3 separate regions of the Mus musculus genome follow, and all the other regions are linked to region 3. The links are chromatin contacts, called in public HiChIP or PLAC-seq and promoter capture Hi-C maps. All regions are on one chromosome and are shown on one strand. The core of a region is the stretch at or near the end of the contact, and the rest is flanking DNA. Distances in the headings are between cores, read along the strand shown.

Region 1 (3,719 bases), core at 1,122-3,621, 600 kb before region 3:
AGTGGGGACCTGAGTTTGCGTCTCCAGTTCTCACTAGAAGCTGGATATGGCTGTTCACATCTGTAACCTCAGCTCTGGGTGGATGGACGCAGAAGGAGCCATAGAATTCACTAGCCAGTCAGTCTAGGGGAACCAGTGAACTGCTAATCTAGTAAGAGTACCCAGACGAAGAAGAAGAAGAAGAAGAAGAAGAAGAAGAAGAAGAAGAAGAAGAAGAAGAAGAAGAAGAAGAAGAGGAGGAGGAGGAGGAGGAGGAGGAGGAGGAGGAGGAGGAGGAGGAGGAGGAGGAGGGGGAGGAGGAAGAGGAAGAGGAAGGAGGAGGAAGAGGAGGAAAAAGAAGAGGAAAAAGAAGAAAGAGGGGGATCAGAAAGAAGAGGAGGAAGAGGCAGAAGAAGAGGAGGAAAAAGAAGAAGAAAAGGAGGAGGAGGAAAAGAAAGGAGAGGAGGAAGAAGAGGAAAAAGAAGAGAAGGAAGAGGAGGAGAAACAGAAAGAAAAGAAGGTAGGAGAGGGGAAAGGAGGAGGAAGAAGAGGAAGAAGAGGAAGGGAAAGAAGAAGAAACAGACGAATAGTGTCTGAGGTGAGAGTGATGTCGATGTGGCTGAAACCCTTCACCTGTTAGTAGGCACCTGGGTGGAGTTCTTGCCGTGAGCGCAGATAACATCAGTTGGCTCTCGCTGTGCAACAGTTGCCTCTGCTGACTGCCTGCCGCCCTTTATCTCTGGACAGGAATTCATTTATGGCGCTGTGAAATGCCGGCCTTATCGAGGGATGTGATGGGTTAATAATGCCCGCATGCTTCACCCTTCTTACCTTTGGTCCTGATGCTGATGTTTACAGTGCAGGTTTGAACTTGAGGGAGGGGGCAGGGGCGGAAGAAGATAATTAAAAGGCTCCTACTTGCCTGCTCACCTGTTTGGAGCAGGTAAGACCTACCCAGGTGTGGGCAGGGGCCCTTTACCCATAGCCCTATCTCCCCAGGGAGATAAATTCACAGTTAATAAAGAGTCCAGAAGAGGCTATGAGCCAGCACTGCTGGCCCAGCCCAGTGGATCAAAGAAAACTGACTGACTCTCTCAGCAGGATAGAGCAGGGGTCAGAAGAGTTCCTGTCTAGTGGGGAGAGAAGTCCCTGAGTCCTCATTTATCTGTAGTAATGGGGCCTTAAGCAAATCTTTTCCTCCCCGTAAACCTCAACCTGCTGAGGCCTAGACTTCCATCTCCTTTGTCCTGGGGCTCCTAAGAGGATATTTGATAAAGAAAAGCAATCGGTTCATGCCTGGTGCAGAGCAGGCACTTAAGAAGTGCAAATGTTCACCCCTCCAATTCGTTTTATTAGAAAAGTAAAACAAAGCAAAAATATCTATCTATCTATCTATCTATCTATCTATCTATCTATCTATCTATCTATCTATCCATCCATCCATCCATTCATTCATTCATTCATTCATTCATTCAGTGTGTATGCATGCCCATGTGCAGAGTTCTTGTGTGTGTGTGTGTGTGTGTGTGTGTGTGTGTGTGTGTGTACCAGTATCCTGGCCTATGTGTGGAGGTCAGAGGATAACTTTAGGGAATCATTTCTCTCCTTCCATCATGTAGTACCTGGGCTCGAACTCAGTGTGTCAGGCTTGGTGGCAGTTGCCTTTACTGACTGAGCCATCTCTACGACCCTCCCCCTTTGTTTTCTGAAGGCAGCTTCGGAAGCAAAGTGGTGTGGGGTGCTGACCCATACAACACATGGGTTCTAAGAAACAGGCTTGTATATGCTGGGCTTTGGACTCAGCACAGAGGACTGGGAGAGAAGTCCATGTGAGAGGCAGAAGCTGCCTTTGCTGGCCAGGGTCTGAAGAGGAGAGAGAGACTATGTTGGGGCGCACCCCATGCTGAGCTGACTGTGTTAGGGTGCACCCCACGCTGAGCACTTGCTACACACAGAACTCTTTTTGCGTTTCCAGGATTTGTTTCCGCACATGGTTTCGGAGACTTCTGCTGGTAGTCGCCTCACTCCAAAGGCTTGGGCAGGATACCACGGTGATAGGTTCCTGGGCGAAGACTTCGTGTTCACTTTATGGCCAGCCAGGAAGTAGAATGGGTGACAGCTACCAGAGACTTTTCCTGACTGGCCCACTTCCTCCTGCCAGGTCCTCAAAGAGTGTCACAGGCTGATGACCTAAAGCTCAAAACAATTCAAAACAGTGTGACACTTCGGATGTCAGAAAAGGTATGGTGGAGCCCACCTCCCGTGTGTTCAGACACCCCACCACCACCACCATCTGAAGGCTGTTGTTGAATTTAACTGATCCTGTGGGTTCCTCCTTCTATAATCCAAAGTGTGTGATCTATTGATCCACTCAGCTGACATCAGCTGGACTGTCTCGGGCCCCACCCACAGCTACAGAAGCAGCTCCGCCTTGACAAGGGCAAGGTGTAGATCATTTCCTTACTTTGTCAGCTGATAAAAGCCATCCGTCTCCCTTAAGCTGCTAGAAACTGCCATGTTTTCCAATGCTATTTCACATGTACAATCTCTCCTTTCTCATCCTGTCACTGACCATGATCTGCCTGGCTTCCTCTAATAAGGACGGCGGAAGAACTCTGCCTATCCAGGAGACAAAATCATGTCCCCTATAGAGTCCCTCTCTCTGTGTAGGTTAACACATCTGTAGGCCCGGGGCCTCCAGGGGTGAAGAGGTAGCCATTTGAGGGGGCCGTTATTCCGCCTATCAAATGTCTTTATTGTTTATACCTTCCTAGATATGGAGATTGGACGTTCTTGGAATTGGGATCTTCCGTCTATATCACAACTACTCAGCTCTCCTGCTCAGCCTTCTCTATGCCTCTCCATACTTCCCAGAGATTTCTTTTTCTCTCCTAGGCCACCATTCTCCGTGCTTTAAATTCCTAGCACCTTAGGCTGGTAAAACATTCAATTTTTAAAATTATCATTTTTTCTATTATGACAGAGATACCCAACCCTTAGGTTATTAGTACAAATCACTCCGTTTTGAATATGACAGCCCGTGCTGTAGATGTGTTTGTTATATCTGTTTTCTTCTTTTTGTTTGGTTTGTGTGACTCTCATACCATCCACAGAGACATTTGTATACACTCAACTGGATCACCAAACCAGTCCAAGGTCATGGAATGTTCAAGAAGAAACGAGAAATCAAGCCATTCTATCTATCACAGGAGGAAATGGTTCCTTTCATCCCAAGCTCACAAAGTGGACCCTAGGGAGAAACAGGAAGTTGCAGCCAAGCTCAGAGCTTCCCCTGCTGGGAAGGGACCAAGCTCGCTCACCACAGCCTGTTCAGGTAGAGATCATTCCCTCCCGGAATCCAGTGAGGGTGAGTGACAGTCCTGGTTTCAAGAAAGGGCCCACAACCAAGTAAGGCGCTGAGACACAGCCCTTGGTGGCTAACATTTCTGAGGTTCTAGACCTTTCTTTATTATTAAGGTGGCGCTGTTGGGTGGAGTTTGCATGGTGCCAGGTGGGATGCTGTTATCACTCCCAGAACATGTCTTCTCACCTCTCTGTGAGCTCCCTGGCTCTTGAGGGCTGTGTCAAGGCGGGTGTGGTGTCTGTATGCACGGGCCCCTTCCTCCTCTCAATAGTACTATCACGCCCTGATTAGTATTAATTATTGATTTATATAGCACCTTTTACAAGCCTCCAAGTATTGGGTACAATCGGTCCCTGTGTGGGCACACGCGTCACTT
Region 2 (3,774 bases), core at 354-2,853, 520 kb before region 3:
TCATCCTTCCGATGGGTTAAATGCACACAAGCAGCTCAAGGCTCACGAATAGACGGATGCACAGAGCACATAAGGAGAAAACAGTGGAAACTCGTGGTCTTCAAATAAAGAGCCACGTTGCTCTCTGGGTCAGCAGAGAGGATTGTGGGCAACATTTTGCTGGTGGAATAATCTGGAAATGCAATATTGCAGGACCCACTGATAGGAGTCTGAAGTAACCAACAGAGGGTAAAATGGTAGGTACCAGAGCCCGGGGGAGGGCAATAAGGAGGAGGCTGTGCCCACAGGACCTGAAAGACAAGTGAGCTCTGGAGACCACAACACTGCCCAGAACGTCAGTCAATTAAGGATTGGCTTAAAAGGGAAGTCTTCGCTAAGTACCTTCATTATTGCTACTTATAGTGCCGCTGCAAAAGGTGACAAAAGTGTGTGGCGGGAGTGGAACTTCCCACAGCAAGATTTGAGCTTTCCAGGGGCTTGTGTGTGGGTGTTGCTGTTCACGCCCTTTAAGCTACGTTAAATACACTCGTGTGTTCAGTTGTCAGCCAGATGCCAGTCAAAGTAACCAATCCAAGTAGCCAACGTTTATTTATTTATTTCCCCTTCTTTTCTGGTATTATTTATAACCTTCTTATTGCCTTGGTGAGATTTATTTTTAAAAAATAGCAGCACAGAGTCTTAAAAACAGCTACTAGTGCTCCAGGCATGGCTCCTGAGCCTCACAAGAACCTGATTTTGTAGGTTTGTCACAATCTTATAAATGAATAAACAGACTCCCACATAAGTTACATACCCTAACCAAGGTCACCAGCTAATGAGGGATGAAGATGGAGACCAAGAAATATGGCTTACACAGCCTGGGGACATAGTCTACCACATGACCACGACGAAAAGAAAAAGATTAAAATTGTAATAGGAACCATTAAACAAAGTGTCTGTCTTCCAGGAGGGTTGTTCCAAAGGAAGTCGCTATTTAGTCACCCATTCAATAATCTGTTTGATACATCTTTCCCCTGTTTGTCTCGCGGCTCAGACTCTGTGCCTGGTACATAAGATCTGCCCATTTGGATCTTCCGTGTGAGACAGGAGGATGGAAACCGTTGGGAAGAAAGAATGAAAACTGTTGCTGTACAATACACTGAGGGCATAGGGGAGCATTCGGATGTCTACTACGTCTTCTCTGTTCTCTCTCTCACGTAGATTTTGTATGAACCCTAAAGCTCCTATGGTTCTTTCTACCAATAATAATGGAGAAAGAAATTTATCCGGGACCCTCATATCAGTCTAGAAAGCCAGTAATGGGGAGACTGAGGAAAGAGAAGACGAGAAGACTAGGTCCTGTCTGTTCTTAATAAGGAGGGGACATACCTTGACATGCCCCCTTTTCCTATGCCTGTACGCAGAATTGCACAAGGACAAAAATCGGCCCACGTGTATACAATGCAGGGATGATGTTGTGCACAGACTTCCAGGAAGGTGAGTATGTTAGACGCCCCCATCATCAAAAGCTTGCTCTGAGAGAAACATGAAACCGACCTCGTAGCCCACAGGAAGCTAGGACATTTAGCTGGTACCGGGAGACCTTTAAATCATGACATGAAGACTCGGGGCGCTCGAAGATTGAAAGAGACAGGCATCAAAGTGGCTCTGCCTGGGTCTCACCTCCTCCTGTGGTCATGGGGGACAGCTGAGCTGTAGATGGCCTCGCTGCCTTCAACACGGGCCTCGTATTAGATGGTGTCAACAGAGATGATCTCAGCCCACACGCGGCCATGTGCCCCTGGTTAGCTCACCTCTACCAACCCCGTAATCTAATCTGGGCTTCAGTAATGCCTCTTCCAGGTTAAATGCATTAAGAACTGGGCGGGGGGACTTGGGCCGTTCCAGGCGGCTATGGCTTTTGCCTTCCTGACAAGCCTGACACCCCCCTCCCCACCGCTCCAAAGCTGGATTCCCAAGAGACGCCAGGGGTCAGAACCTCATTGGGGTAAAAACGGGCAAGACACTAACAGAGGGAGACAGGGGATATTGGAAACACATTCTCCCACACGGTGCGTTTTGGAAATCCGAGAAGAACTGAGGTGGCAAATAAAGCTTCCAGTACTGGGGAGATTTCTCCTCTCCATGTTTGAAAAAGGATTTGATAAAGATATTGGTGGGTAGGGAGAGGGCGCATGCGCAGAAGAGCAGTCGCGCAAGAGAGACCCAGTGTAGCTGTAACTGGGGGAAAGGAGGTTGCTCTTGATGCCTTGAGAACATCTCCATGCACATGGCTGTCCATGGCGTCCATCTGGCCCTTGGCTTCTCTTCTTCCTCTCTTTCTTTCTTTCTTTCTTTCTTTCTTTCTTTCTTTCTTTCTTTCTTTCTTTCCTTCTTCCTTCCTTCCTTCCTTCCTTCCTTCCTTTCTTTCTTTTTTTCCTTTCTGCAAATAAGTTTGCATCAGAAGATCTTGGCTTTCTTTTTCTCTTCACTACAAACCCTGACCCAGTGCAGGGGTGAATATCCACACAGCTTTCTGCTATCCTTCCTCCTGTACCCAGACTGCTTCAGGGCAGTGATTCTCTGCTGTTCCTAATCCCCTCCCAGGCTCCCTCAGTCTCCATCCACCCCTGGAGATCCAGGATTCACAGGTTTTCTCTTCTATGAAGCATCTCCCAACTCCACCCACTTCAAGTGAATAGCCACTACCCCATCAACTGCTGTGATTTTCAAATGGTGCCTGAATGGGTGATTTTTGCAACTCCAGTTCATATAGAGGCAGAGAGGGACACAGTTTTCAGCAATGTAATATGGTGGTGTATCAGATTCTAGTGATGCAGTGTGGTGATGTACCAGATTCCAGTGATGCAGTGTGGTTGGTACACAGAATCCAGTGATGCAGTGTGGTTGGTGCACAGAATCCAGTGATGCAGTGTGGTGATGTACCAGATTCCAGTGATGCAGTGTGGTTGGTACACAGAATCCAGTGATGCAGTGTGGTTGGTGCACAGAATCCAGTGATGCAGTGTGGTGATGTACCAGATTCCAGTGATGCAGTGTGGTTGGTACACAGAATCCAGTGATGCAGTGTGGTTGGTGCACAGAATCCAGTGATGCAGTGTGGTGCACAGAATCCAGTGATGCAGTGTGGTGATGTACCAGATTCCAGTGATGCTGTGTGGTTGATACACAGAATCCAATGATGCAGCGTGGTGCACAGAATCCAGTGATGCAGTGTGGTGCACAGAATCCAATGATGCAGTGAGGTGATGTACCACACTGTGCTCAGGAGATACCAGCTTGCATCCTTGTGCCCTTCCCCAAGGTCACTCAGTTCTTCCATTTCAAGTGCCACACTACACACCTGCCATGGTAGTAGGGTGTGTAGTTTTATGGCTCACACTCTGTTGTGTCTGACTTTCTTTCTTCCTTCCTTTCTTTCTTTCTTTCTTTCTTTCTTTCTTTCTTTCTTTCTTTCTTTCTTTCTTCCTTTCACCCCAGAATAATTCTCATGTGTGTGTGTCAAAAGTTGAAGGTGATTGGTTTCCATCTGTATGTAAGAGTTACCATGTGAATATGTCTCCAGTCTACTATCATGAGGATTTAGCTCCTTTTGGAAGAAGCACTTTTACTGATACTACTGCTATGAGCCATGAACAGTCCAGACTGTATCCTCTGGGAAACCCTGGGCATGTACCAGGGTAAGTTTTAACACACAGCACGTTGGAGCAGAATTGGATTTGCCTGTATGGTTCCCTTGTTCGTCACTGTTCTGTGTGGAGAATGATCTATGCT
Region 3 (4,352 bases), core at 1,816-4,315:
TCGATTCTGAATCCCGCAGCAAACTTTCCTCCACACCCCCGCCCTCCTCCCCCTTTCCCTGGCGCACTGGAGTGAGGGGTAGAAGCTAGAGAAGTGGCAAACTGGGATGAGCCCAGGGTTAAGTTAGAGCTACAGTCAAACATAGGCAACTGAAGGGTGTTTGTGTGTGGGGTGATGTGAGGGGTCAGAAATTGCTCTGGTTCCAACGCTGCGGCCAAAAAAGCAAGGCCAGATTATTTGCATGCAAAGTCATGGAGCTCGTATCGCGTTTGCAGAGCAGACCCCTGAGGCCAGAACTCTTGGTACCGGTTGCCAAGGTCTCTCCGGCTAGCTTGTGGACCTTCAGGGCACCGCGTAGGTGACCAAGGGGTCAAACAGGCTGCAGATGCATACCACTTTCCTGCACTCCACTCGGGAGCGCAGAGATTAACCGGCCAATGTCGGTAAAGCAGATCTGGGTTCTAGGGCGGCTCTGGCGAGAGTGGCTAGGCAAGGAGGGGGAGGGGAAGCCTTCTGCCAGCAGAGAATCCGCGCTGACCCCGGTGGCCCGTGCTGAGAGGGCCCTGGCCTGGCCTCTTGTACTCTCCAGCAATCTGGAACAGGGCCTAGGGAAGGGGTGTTAGCGAGCCACCGCCTTTGGTACCACCTCCTGTTTCCGTTTCTCTCCCTCTTTCTCCCTTCTCCACCGTGAGCACGCGAAAAGTCAGAGAAGGGGAAAGAAAGGGGCGAGATGGCAGGTCACACCAAGTTCAAAGAATGACTCTATTCCCATTGGCCGCACCAGGGAAAGCTCAGGGCTGGCGCCAAACGCTCTTAACCTTGTACATCAAAACACGTAAGACTGGAAAAGCTCGTGGCCTCAAATGTTCTGCCCTACCTGGGAGAAGGAACTGCCTATTCACCCAATAGCTGCTAGTTTGAACCTGCAGTTGGGAAAGGGGTCCTGGGCGAGGAGTTGGGGGAGGCCCCCAGGGGGAAAATCTAGGCGCAAATGGTCCACACGGAAACATTGAAAGCTTAATCTCTAGGCCCGGAAACCCAGCCTCCTTTCTGTTCCCTTTCCAAGCAAAGGTCTTGTCCCAGGAAAACTAAAAATTCTGCTAAGTTGCCCTCCATTTAAACTGGAATGTCCCAGTTCGCCTTTACCCACAAACAAGGACTGCAGGTTTGCGAGGGGAGTCCTACAGGGTCACCCAACCAAAGTCTGATCGATCAGTTGGCCTTCCTCCCCACCCTAGGATGAGCGGAGACCTTAGTCTCCCGACATCTGGGGTAAATGGGGGTGGGAGACGTTTCACGGTTTGTTTTACAAATTCGCCCCCGACGTCTGCCACGATAAGTCCCCAGGATAGAGCAGGAGCGGAGGCACCCAGAGATAAGTGTGATGCCTGAGGAAGATACGAGGCTGGTGCACCTCCCCCCGAGCAGCTCTCCAAGCCCAGAGCGGCAGCTCCCTACCGAGCTGGCCCGGAGGTGAGGGCAAAGGCTCTCAGGAGACAGGCCCGCAGTTCCAGGCGCTCACTTGTTTCAGCTGCTTCGTTCTCTCTACACCCACACCCCCATCCGGGTGGAACACTGGTGTCGTCATCCGAATGGAAGAGGAGCTGGGCTCAAAAGGGTCAGTAAATACATTTTTTAAAAAAAAAAGGAGCGAGCCGAGCGTAGACTGGGCCAGGCGCGCAGGCCTTGAATGCATTTGCGTGGTTTATTTTTCCGCGTGGGGGCTCGGTCTCAGTATGTCGGCGCGCGTTCGGGCCCAGAATCCCAAGGGGCATTTGGGTCTCTGCACGTGGCTGCGGGTGGGGAGCAGGCAGCGGGCAGAAAGATTGGTGGGATCCCCTGCGCTAGTGGCTCGGGAATCCGAAGCACCCGGGCGCAGGAGCTAGAGGATCTGACTCAGAGGTGGCTGGGCGGTTCCATGTGGGGCTCCCTTCAGAGCTACGCGAGCCTGGAGCTTTTGTTAAGGCTTATTGGCCGAAAGAGAGGTTCGGCGGCCAGCTCGGCTAGCCCGGGGCCCGGGAAAGGGAAGAAGCTGCAGATCCGCACAAGAGAAGCGGCCGCGGGCTTGAACTGTAGCGCTCGGAGCGCGCGAGAGGCGAGCGCCCCTGCCCGGCGCCTCGGAAGCCGGGCAAGCTGCCTGGCTCCCGCCCTCGCTCCCTCCCCCTTCCTCCCTGGCCCAGCCTCCTCCCCGGATCCCCCGGCTTGGATGGCTGAGGCCTTTCAGACGTAGGCTGAGCTGAGGAGCCGCGGCGAGCTCTCAGGCTGCTGCGAACTCTCTTCTGGATCAGCCACCTAGAGGCGACTTTGGTGAGCGCGCGGCGCCCTGGTGGCTCCCCGCCCTCCCCTCTGATCATGTTGACATAAACGCAGGACAGGCCGTAGTACCGCGCGGCGCAGCGACGTTCCAGTTTCCGACACCTTCTTTTTATAACTCGGCTCTATTCCCCCAGCACTCGACCTGTGAAAACCACGCCTATGCAGCCACACAATTGGTCCGAAAGCGTCAAAGAGCCAATCAACAAGCCTCGGGCTCCCGCAGCCCACAGCGCTGCCGGACCGTCCAGAGCCGCCGAGCAGACGCCCGGGGAATTCTAGAGGCGGAGGAGGGTGGCGAGGTGCTCGCTCGCTCTCTTTCTCTCTTTCTCTCCCTCCCTCTACTTGCCTACTCCAGCTCCCAATCACTCCGTTCTCTTCCTTCTTTCCTATTTTTTTTTTTTTGCACCCGTCTTCTTGATCCTCCCTCGCCCTGCGTGCCCGGACGCTGATTTTTTTTTAATTTATTATTTTTAGGAAAGCGATTTCGCTCACGTTTTTTTAGCACAAGGAAGACAGCCGGCTCCCCGAGGCAGAAGATCGCAGGCACCATTCGCTCGCCACCCAGACTCTGCGCGCAGCCCGGAGCCAGAGAGGAGGATCGCGAACCGAAGCCAGCTTCGCAGTTCTAGTTTTGAAAGCGCCGCTGGAAAGGGGCTTAAATCGCTTTTTTTTTTTTTTTTTTTTTAAAGGAGAGACTTTTCCTCCCCCCCTTGATCTCGCTGCCTGTGAAAGCCAGAGTCTAGCTCAACTAAGACGCCTCCTGCGAGAAAGCCAGAGAAGAGCTAGGGGGCGGGGGAAGGAGTCGAAAAAAAGGTTAAAAAAAAAAGTCTCCGAGAACCTTGCGCTTTGGCAACAAAGAGCGTGGGAGCCGGGGAGCCACCCCGGGAAAGGGCTGCAGTGTCTATTTCCAGCTAAGCCACAGGGCTTGGGCGCCAGTCGAGCCCCTGCTTGCTGCTTGCCCTACTGAAACCGACTTCCAGGAGCGGCTTTTCCAACACACTCCACGCACCAGGACAGCCCCTGCAGCGGCTATGTCTCCAGATCTGCTGCCGCTTTGTCCTCTTTAAAAGCGGCGTTCTCTTCCCCCCAAAGACACTTTCCCCCTCCCTTTCAAACGCTTTATTTGTAATTTGCCCTCTTTTTTATTTTAAACAAAACTATGCGTCGCTGTTGAATTTTTTAATTATTATTTTTGAAAAGCAACAACAAAAGCGGAGCCAAGCCAGCAGCTGCGGACTGGTTCCCTGTCTGGAGTGGATGAGCCTCTCCATGAGAGATCCGGTTATCCCTGGGACAAGCATGGCCTATCATCCCTTCCTACCTCACCGGGCGCCGGACTTCGCCATGAGCGCGGTACTGGGCCACCAGCCGCCTTTCTTCCCCGCGCTAACGCTGCCTCCCAACGGCGCCGCGGCGCTCTCGCTCCCCGGAGCTCTGGCCAAGCCCATCATGGATCAGTTAGTGGGGGCTGCTGAGACCGGCATCCCTTTCTCATCCCTGGGACCCCAGGCACATCTGAGGCCTCTGAAGACCATGGAACCCGAAGAAGACGTAGAAGATGACCCTAAGGTGCACCTGGAGGCCAAGGAACTTTGGGACCAGTTTCACAAGCGGGGTACAGAGATGGTCATCACGAAGTCAGGAAGGTAAGTAAGTAATCAGTGGGGGACCCCTCCCCCCAAACCATCTGAAAAATTTCACATCTCTTTTGTCTGACTCTTAAAACAGTAGATTCTGGCTGACTGTTGACGTTTGAAACGAAAACTTCCTGTCCCCCCAAATATGCGGAGACTCCAGGGCCCTGCCTTAAGGGTCAGGAAGTTTCAGCCTACCCGGGCCCTCAGTATGGTTCCTAGGGACTCGTATCCGGGGTTCCTTACAAAATACAGGGTGTTTTCCATTGAAGGAGACCGCGCACTCGGCTTCTGCAGCATTCGAGAAAATCACCTTGTTGCAGGAAGCCCGTTTGTGAAGCCATTCTGAAATATTCTTTACGTTTAGTTCTTTCTGTTGGATTTTATTTCCCAGGACAGACC

Evidence for each region. Promoter capture Hi-C pulls out the DNA fragments that hold promoters and counts their contacts. HiChIP or PLAC-seq counts read pairs in DNA pulled down with a chosen protein or histone mark.
Region 1: an H3K4me3 HiChIP or PLAC-seq map of intestinal villus epithelium shows a contact between it and region 3, with 29 times the contacts expected there. The contact joins the enhancer-like site here to the promoter of Tbx3os1 in region 3. A contact is called at or near these places in 19 of 39 promoter capture datasets (the 3T3-L1 cell line, 3T3-L1-derived adipocytes, the C10 cell line and 12 more), 4 of 484 Hi-C or Micro-C datasets (cerebral cortex, embryonic retina and uterus), 19 of 115 datasets of contacts at active chromatin or transcription factors (the NIH/3T3 cell line, astrocytes, a beta-TC-6 cell line and 15 more) and 5 of 9 other capture datasets (adipose tissue, embryonic tail, embryonic trunk and 2 more).
Region 2: a promoter capture Hi-C map of cranial neural crest shows a contact between it and region 3. The contact joins the enhancer-like site here to the promoter of Tbx3os1 in region 3. A contact is called at or near these places in 15 of 39 promoter capture datasets (the 3T3-L1 cell line, 3T3-L1-derived adipocytes, the C10 cell line and 11 more), 7 of 484 Hi-C or Micro-C datasets (cranial neural crest, embryonic fibroblasts, embryonic stem cells and 1 more), 17 of 115 datasets of contacts at active chromatin or transcription factors (the NIH/3T3 cell line, astrocytes, a colorectal cancer cell line and 12 more) and 4 of 9 other capture datasets (adipose tissue, embryonic stem cells, embryonic tail and 1 more).

Annotation. Positions count from the first base shown.
Region 1 is chr5:119,069,185-119,072,903 of GRCm38.p6, forward strand. Gm30895 (a long non-coding RNA gene) reads left to right here. Exons shown (of 4, transcript XR_878728.1): 2 at 1,955-2,220; 3 at 3,093-3,313. Among named protein-coding and RNA genes, the nearest start is that of Gm31034, 15 kb to the right of the region's middle. Within about 2 kb of position 2,372, at least 7 of the 459 cell types and tissues checked have an H3K27ac peak or open chromatin away from gene starts, as enhancers often do. A contact at or near this core is called in intestinal villus epithelium, where this site is marked.
Region 2 is chr5:119,148,053-119,151,826 of GRCm38.p6, forward strand. No RefSeq gene overlaps it. Among named protein-coding and RNA genes, the nearest start is that of Gm31129, 16 kb to the left of the region's middle. Within about 2 kb of position 1,604, at least 1 of the 459 cell types and tissues checked has an H3K27ac peak or open chromatin away from gene starts, as enhancers often do.
Region 3 is chr5:119,668,443-119,672,794 of GRCm38.p6, forward strand. Tbx3os1 (T-box 3, opposite strand 1) reads right to left here and starts at 3,066. Exons shown (of 4, transcript NR_166476.1): 1 at 2,809-3,066. Tbx3 (T-box 3) reads left to right here and starts at 2,791. Exons shown (of 8, transcript NM_011535.3): 1 at 2,791-3,962. The coding sequence starts at 3,574.